2 separate regions of the Callithrix jacchus genome follow, and region 2 is linked to region 1. Evidence: chromatin contacts called from public Hi-C data. All regions are on one chromosome and are shown on one strand. Each heading gives the region's core, a stretch centred on a gene start, on an enhancer-like site or on the middle of the called end of the contact. The rest is flanking DNA. Distances are from core to core; before and after follow the strand shown.

Region 1 (3,894 bases), core at 430-2,929:
GGTTGAGCTTCCTTACCCTTTGGCCGCAGGGTTGGTTGTATAATTTGCACTGGACATGGGTATGCGGATAGAGGGCTAGTGTGCCAGCTGCAAGCCTCAGCCTGACAAGCTTTGTGTGCTTCCATTGCTCTTTCGTATCTCTGCCATCGTCAAAAGAAGAGTCTCCTGCCTGGGACCCAGGATGAACAACCATGGAGTCAGATCAGCCTGGCCAACCCCCGCGGACCTACAGCCGGAACCTGCAGATCCACAAAACCAATGTCTGTTACTGTCTGTCCTGAGATGTTTGTAGTTGTTCCTTGCTGATACAGCTCTCGCCTTGCCTGCCATGTCTTTAACTGGTGAGGTTTCCCAGGGCCAGGACCACACCTATTTTTTATCCTGTTTCCCAAGAGCCTAGTATAGAGCAATGATTTAATAAATTCTCTCAAATGTAGAAAGGAAACGCACAGGTGCACGACTAAAGTATCCGAGTAACTGGATCAGCCTTCCGGGGATCCCCTGGCCCAAGGGGATCATGGGAAAGACTGAAGACTACCCAGCAGGCCCCACAAGGACATACATGCGGGCTAGGGATGGGCCAGCCCTCAAAATAGGCAAGTAAGCCAGGCAACCCCTGGGATTGTATTTCACTATCCCTCGACTGAGCTGGTGTCCTCAGCTCCCCTTTCATGTTTCAGAGACCAACAGCCCCTCTTACAGGCAATCCCTGACAACCAGCTGGCCATTCCATGCCCCAAACTGCCCACACCCTCTGAGGCTGGGGATTGGGGGTGGGACTCCAGATGCACATGCTGTCTGGTGGGGTGGCAACTATTTCAAGAGGGTCACATAGGTCAAAAGCAAAAGGAGGCCAAAACCCCAGCCAGGCCCTGCCGAGAAACAGAGGGAGGCTGGACATTTCAGCCCACCCGGACTCAGCATCTTCAGGGAGAGCAGAGAGGCTGTCAGCCCTGCTCAGGAGGCTGACAGCTCCCTGGCTAGGGTCCCCCACAGTCCAGGGGTCTATGGTACAGAACCCCTGAAAAGCACAGGCTGAGTGGGACATAGGTGGGAAGGTGGAGCCTGAAGGTGACCTGCCATCCTTACCAGCTTCATGGCACAGGGGACCCAAGGCCACACATCCAGGGAGTACAGGGAGCCCATGGCTAAGGTCAGCAGCCAGCCCCAGCTCAGGGTGGGTGGGCACTGACTGGGTGAGGGACAGCAGGGCCTCCTTTTTCTTTCCTGTGGCTTCTTGGATTTGCTGGGGTTTTTTGTTTGTTTTTTGAGGTGAAATCTCACTCTGTTGCCAGGCTGGAGTGCAGTGGCACGATCTCGGCCCACTGCAACCTCCGCCTCCCTGGTTCAAGCAATTCTCCTGTCTCAACCTCCCAAGTAGCTGAGACTACAGGTGCGTGACATCACGCCCTGCTAATTTTTGTATTTTTAGTAGAGACAGGGTTTCACCATGTTGGCCAAGATGGTTTCGATCTCTTGACCTCATGATCCACCCGCCTCAGCCTCGTAAAATGCTGGGATTACAGACATGAGTCAGTGTGCCTGGCCAGATGCCCTTTGACAAAGAGAAATATATCAGGAGATCAAGGGCTCTGCATGTTCCTGGCCCCACGGCAGCCTGGGGGTCCCCGGGGAGCCACAGGAGTTTTTCTCTCCTGAGTTGCCTGGTGCCCCGGGCCTCTGTGGTGAGAGCACTGTGTTCTGAAATTCAAGTGGACCTTGGCAGTGAGGCAATCTTGACTGTGAGATAGCCCCACTATATTTGGAAACTAGATTAAAGGGAAGGCTTATAAATTACCTCTCTATCCCTTGAAGGGCAACTCCAGATCTTTTAAAGGAGGTTGCGAAATAAACCTTGACAGTTTCCTCCTGGTCTGGGACTCATATCTTTTTTAAGCAAATGAACAGCACCTTGTCTAAATCAGGATTCATAAAGATGCAGTTGGCTGGTCTTAGGAATTAGTCATGTGGTTTTGTGCAATATACTTGCCCCATCACGCTGGGACCCAGCGAGCCCCAAACACTGTCTTCTCAGCAAACATAGAAAGCTGTTGCACTCAGCTGACCACCTCACATAGACCCGACTGAGAAACACATACATGATCCCACGCTGGAAATAGGAACAGGTCCCTTCACGTTCATTCTTGCCATAAAGGTGACATCTACCCACAGCCCTCGCCCCTCTGTAGAAATGCATTTAGCTGTCAGCACCCATGGGCATCTAATTCCACCCATTCATCAAGATCCTTGAGGTCACGCTGAACTCAGAAAAATATTTTCCCTTTTGTTTTGGTTGGGTTTTGATGCTGAGGTTCAGAAGCAGGGAACCAAATGACACAACGAAAGAGTAAGATCCAAGCTCTTATTCCCCAGGAGCCCATGGCCCACATGGCAGATGTTACAGGGATTAAGTCATCCACAGAAGAGTTATGAGAAAGGATATCTCCCACTTTAAAAGCAGTACAATCTGTCCCGTGGGGGCAAGCATGGTAAGTGGAAATGAAGAGAGGGTTGACATTTCGATTTAAAGCTCCAGTAACTTGCAGGTAATGTTTCAAGGGTGTCTGGTGCACAGGAAACAAAGAGATAAGACTGAGGATGGAGATTAACCCCTTAGCCTCCACCACTCTTTTGGCCTTGACCTTCTTGGTTACAAAGAACGGCAGAAGGCACTGCCAAAAAGAGTGGGAGAGGGGTGTTTCCACGTCCTGTGGCCCAAGGCTGGGCCCTGTAACAAGTAACTTACATGCAAGAACATCTTGCGTGATGTATCTGTTCCTAATGTCGTCCATGTAATGAAACAAATAGGCATTGAGCATTTAATCTGATCAAAAAGAAGTATTGAGTTCCCCTGTGAGGCTTAGTCCAGTTCATCAAAGGCTGATGAGTGGGACAAGGTACACCCAGATAAACTAAGTGCAGTACAATCAGAGATAGCAGACCTAAAGAGCAAAGGGAAACTGGAGACCAACTCACCAGGGGATCTGGGGCAGGTGGCTCAGCCTCTTGCCCTCAGTTTGTTCATCTCTTAATTAAGAAATCAAAATTGAGATGGGTGTGGTGGCTCATGCCTGTAATCTGAGTACTTTGGGAAGCCGAGGTGGGAAGATCAATTGAAATCCGGAATCTAGGACCAGCCTGGGCAACATTGCAAGACCTCACCTATACAAAAAACAAAAATTACCCAGTTGTGGCAGCATGCACCTATAGTCCCAGCTACTCAGGAAGCTGAGGTGGGAGGATCCCCTGAGCCCAGGAGTTCAAGGCTAGAGTGATCCATGATCACACTACTGCACTCTAGCCTGGGCAACAGAGGGAGACCTTGACTCTAAAAAAAGAGAAATCTAAGTCACATCTAGCCATAGAATACCATGGTTCTAAATACCCCAAGCTGGCCAGTAGTAATAAAAGCTTACACGTACTGGTTGTGAAGCCTGGCCCACTCATGGCCTCCTTGGAGGCCTGCGATGCAGTGCTGCGGAGGGTCAGCTCCAGGTCAGACTCTTGGGAGGATTTTCTAGACCTGATGAGTGGGTTTAAGACAGCAAAGAAGGAGGAAGGCATATGATATGGTTTGACTATGTCCCCACACAAACCTCGAATTATAGCTCCCATAATTCCCAAGTGTTGTGGGAGGAACCCAGTGGAGGGTAATTGAATCATAAGGCTAGGTCTTTCCCATGCTGCTCTCATGATAATGAATAAGTCTCATGAGATCAGATGGTTTTATAAAGGGGAGTTCATTTGCACAAGCTCTCTTGCCTGCCGCCATGTAAGATGTGCCTTTCTCCTCCTTTGCTTCCGCCATGATTGTGAGGCCTCCCCAGCCATGTGGAACTTTGAGTCCATTAAACATCTTTTTCTTTATAAATTACCTCTCCTCAGGTATGTTTT
Region 2 (3,894 bases), core at 823-3,322, 280 kb before region 1:
CTGCCTGTTTTTACACATGCACAAGGTTTGCACTGGGCATGTGACCGCTAATGTCCCCCAGTAGGTTAAAAGGTGACTGGTGCCCTCATGCTCCCATCCAAGAATGTGCTGGGAAAGGAAAAGCCCGTGGCAGAGCCTATCAGCCCAGTGTGACTCATCTCTGTTATGCTGCTTCAGCACAGGAACACGTTGCCACTAAGCACTGGTTCCGCCTCAGGCAGATCAGGAAGTGGGGTGTTTGTTGTTTCTGGGCTGGGGCAAAATGGTGACTTGAAAAAAACCACCCCTCCTCTGCTCTCCGTCCCCTTTTCTCCCCTAGAGCCCCTCACTCCACAGCCGCCCCTACCTGCTTTAGACCCGTTGGCCCCGTTGGCCTCGAAACCCAACAACCTGCCTGCAGTCAGGGCCGGCTCCTTCTTAAACTTGCTCTCGAAGGGCCCCGAGTGGCCGTGCTGGTGCAGCGCCAGCAGCGTGTCGCGCACGGTCTTGGGCCTATTGACCCAGTCCTGCTCTCCGGAGCCGCGGCTCTTGCCCGCACCTTCAGCGCTCAGCTCGGCGGCCCCGGCCGCGGTGGACAGGCTGTCGGCCGGGCCCCGGTGGGCCGGCGGCGGCGGTTGCTTCTCTTTGGCTGCCGCCTCGCGCTGCTCGTGCTCCGCTGCTGCGCTGCTGGACACAGAGGCCGGCCGCTTGTGGGTGCCCAGGTCGGCGGGCTGCGCAGAGCCCAGGCTGGCGGCCGCGGCTCCGGACACCGCGGCCAAGGAGGCGGCAGCGCGGCCGCTGAGGCCGAGCGCGGTGGGCAGCGGCGTGGCCGAGCCGTTCATGAGCGGCACCAGGGTGGGCGGCACCGCGTGGCCGCGCCGCGGGTTCGGGCTCTGGCGATTCAGCTCGGGCGGCTCCTCCAGCTTGGAGAAACCATTGGGCACCAGTATGCCGTTCACAGGCGGCGGCTGCGGAGTCGGCGGCTGGGCCAGGCTCGCCGCCGGACGGCTGCCGCCGAAATCCGAGCCAAGGCGCGGGGGCCGCTCGGCCGCGGCCGCCAGAGGATAGCGCTCCAGGGCCTGCGGGGCGCGCGGGGCCGCCTCGGGGCCGCCGTGGCCGAGCTGCTGCTGCTGCTGCAGAAGGATGTCCTTGGCCGAGAGCGGCGGCGGCTTGGCGGCAGCCGGGGCCGCGGTGCCGGGCGGGGAACGACCCTCCGGGAAGCAGCCGTGCGCCCGCTTCAGCTGCCGCGCCGTCTCGATGACGAACTCGACGCGGTCGGCGCCTTCGTAGTTGACGCAGCCGCGGCACACGGGTTCGGTGAAGTCCCAGATCATGGCCCAGGGCATGCGGGGCAGGTCACACAGGTAGCACGACTGCCGCCGGGACGCGGCCGCCACCGCCACCGCCGCGGCCATGTCCGAGGAGCCCGCCGCGCCGGAGAAGGTGGAGGAGGAGGAGGGGGCGCCGCCGCCGCCCCCCACCGGCACCACGCGCGCCCTCCTCCCCCCCCAACCCCGCGTCTCCCCCACCAGCGGCGGCGGCGGCCGCAAAGGCGGCGGCGGCGGCAAAGCCCGCGAAGGCTCGGCGCCCGCGCAGCGCCCCCGGTGCACGAGGGGCGGCGGGCGCGGGGCGAGAGGCTGCAGCCGCGGCAGCAGGTCCCCCCGGGCGGCGCGGGCACGGGCGGGCGGCGCGGGGCGGCGGGGCGGCGGGCGAGGCGGCTGGGGCTCGGCCGGGGCCGCGGCGGGCCTCCAGACCGGGGCGAAGACGGGCCGCGCGGGCGTGGGGGAGCGCAGCAGGTCGCGACGGCGGCCGGCACGGAGTGCGGGGCGGGGGGCGGGGAGGCCGGGGGGGCGGGGGGCGGGGGGCGGCCGCCGGGGCAGGCTCAGCCCGAGCGGCGGGGCATGCCGCGCCGGGGCGGCGGCGGCCGGGCGGCGTGGAGCTCGGGCGCGGCGCGGGCCCGGGGTCGCTCCGCCGCTCTCTCACAGCTCCTGGCGTCGCCGCTCTCCAGCGCCAGCGTCAGCGGCCAGCCCGCCTCAGCTCCGCCGCTGCCACCGTCGCTGCTGCTGCTGGCGCCGCGGCCGCTCCACTTCTACAGACTTGATTCTTCGACAGTCTCGCACGGCGCCTGCGCGGGCCCCCTCCCCTCGTGCGCGCGCCCGCCCTCCCGCGCGCGCGTGCTCCCCCTCCCCCCGCGCGCCCAAGGAGCGCTGCCGGGAGAGCCGGGCGCCGCAGAGCCGGTGTTCCCTTCGGAACGCCGTGCTAAGTGGTCCTGCGTTTTTCCTCCACTTCCCTCACTTCGCGCCCCACCCGGCTGTCTCGACCACCCTCAGGATGTTTTCCCCTGGTGTGCCTCTGGGCCAAACCATGCCAAAAGTCATTTTTAAATTTTTTTTCATGCAAGGCCACTTTGTCACTTGGTTTTCGTCAGTCTCCAGAGAAGGGGGATTTTAAGTCTAGCGTGGTTCACAGTCCCAGTTTCTTAGGAGTGAGACTTGAAAGCTCAATGTCGGACGCATGAGCATGAAATCCGTCACTGGTGCTTTGCATTTGCATTTGTCTTGGGAAGGACACACGCGCTGCCTGCCCCTTTTACTAACTGGGGAGAGTCTGACGTTCCCAAGCCCAGCACCGCGTGCACACGCCGCCAGCTGGCTCGCGCGTTTTCCACGGAGCCCTCGAGCGGAGGGAGCGCGGTTCTGATTAGCTGCTCGAGAACACCAAGTGATACTCTTAGCCAGTCCAGCCGCCCTGTTCAGCGGGGTCCTCGCCGCGCCAGCGGCCCAGACCGCCTTATGTAGGTCCGCGCGGCGGGCGCGTGACGTGGGCGCGGGGCCGCGGACGGCCGCCGCCGCAAGTGCGCACGCTCCGCGCAGACGTGCCTCGGCGCCGCTGGCACTAGGGCCTCGTGGAACGAATGCACATTCCAGGGATCCGGGGTCTACGGCCAGCGCCGCCGCGTCACGGCGGAGGCTCCACCCCCTTTGGCAAGTCTGGGCCTCAAGGCGCCGCCCCCGGGCCCGAACTTGGATTCGGTGTGGCGGGAGGCGCGGGCGCGAGCCGTGGGGGGCGGGGGTCTGCTTGTCTCTGCGGGGTCCCCGCGGGCCGTGGGGGCGACCGGCTGGCTGGCTCGCCGTCGCGGAGGGCGGGCCACTGGCGGGGGCGGACTTGCACCCTATGTGCCACCTAGGCCGGGCTCAGCCCAGACGCCCGGCCCGCAGCTCTGCCACAGTTGGCAGCCTCAGCCTCAGCCCAGACTGAATTGAACACTTGAGTTTCGCACTTTTATCGGGAGGAGGAGCTGGTGTGTGTTATGATAAATCACTTTGGGCTGGTCGTTAGTCTCCCTAATGTTCGTAGGCTTAGTCGCTCTCAATTGGGACTTTTACACTTCAGCTCTTTAAGGGCGGCCTCTGGAGCTGCTTTTGTTGGGAACACAGGCCCACATCTCTCCCCTGAGACTGGAATGAGCTGGTTAAGTGTGGGAAGAACAGGGTACTAATTATATTATCTTTCCTACAACTGGATTGGTAGGTGGAGAGAGAAAAAAATCCTGCTGACGTTTCTCTCTAGCCGTTGCTATTGAAAGTACCAGGTTGCTTCAAAGGATTAACCACAAGGAAGAGGAAAAACAGCCTTAGCGAAACAGTGGAGGGAGCTGCTTAAAACACATGAAAAAACCTGTTTGAGAATGGCACAGAAAACGTAATGTCAGACCTAAATGTTTTTGTAGGTTAGCCTTGAATGTCTTTTGGGGATTTCCATAGAAGGTGCGCCTGCTTTAAAGGGCTCTCCATCTGTTTGTGGATCTTGCCCTGCAATTGCAATCCTGCCTCACCCTCTTCAAGCTGGGAGAGCGGGGCCTGCCCAGATCCTTCCCGGGAGCAGCTGGTGCCAGCGGGTTTTGTCACTCCCAGG

Evidence for each region. Hi-C and Micro-C count contacts between places; a contact is called where the count stands out from the background.
Region 2: a Hi-C map of skeletal muscle shows a contact between it and region 1, with 7 times the contacts expected there. The contact joins the promoter of IRF2BP2 here to the enhancer-like site in region 1. A contact is called at or near these places in 2 of 3 Hi-C or Micro-C datasets (both in skeletal muscle).

What each region holds. Positions count from the first base shown.
Region 1 is chr19:50,342,411-50,346,304 of calJac240_pri, reverse strand. No RefSeq gene overlaps it. Among named protein-coding and RNA genes, the nearest start is that of TOMM20, 240 kb to the right of the region's middle. Within about 2 kb of position 1,679, at least 3 of the 16 cell types and tissues checked have an H3K27ac peak or open chromatin away from gene starts, as enhancers often do. A contact at or near this core is called in skeletal muscle, where this site is marked.
Region 2 is chr19:50,620,815-50,624,708 of calJac240_pri, reverse strand. IRF2BP2 (interferon regulatory factor 2 binding protein 2) reads right to left here and starts at 2,072. Exons shown (of 2, transcript XM_035280421.3): 1 at 347-2,072. The coding sequence starts at 1,394.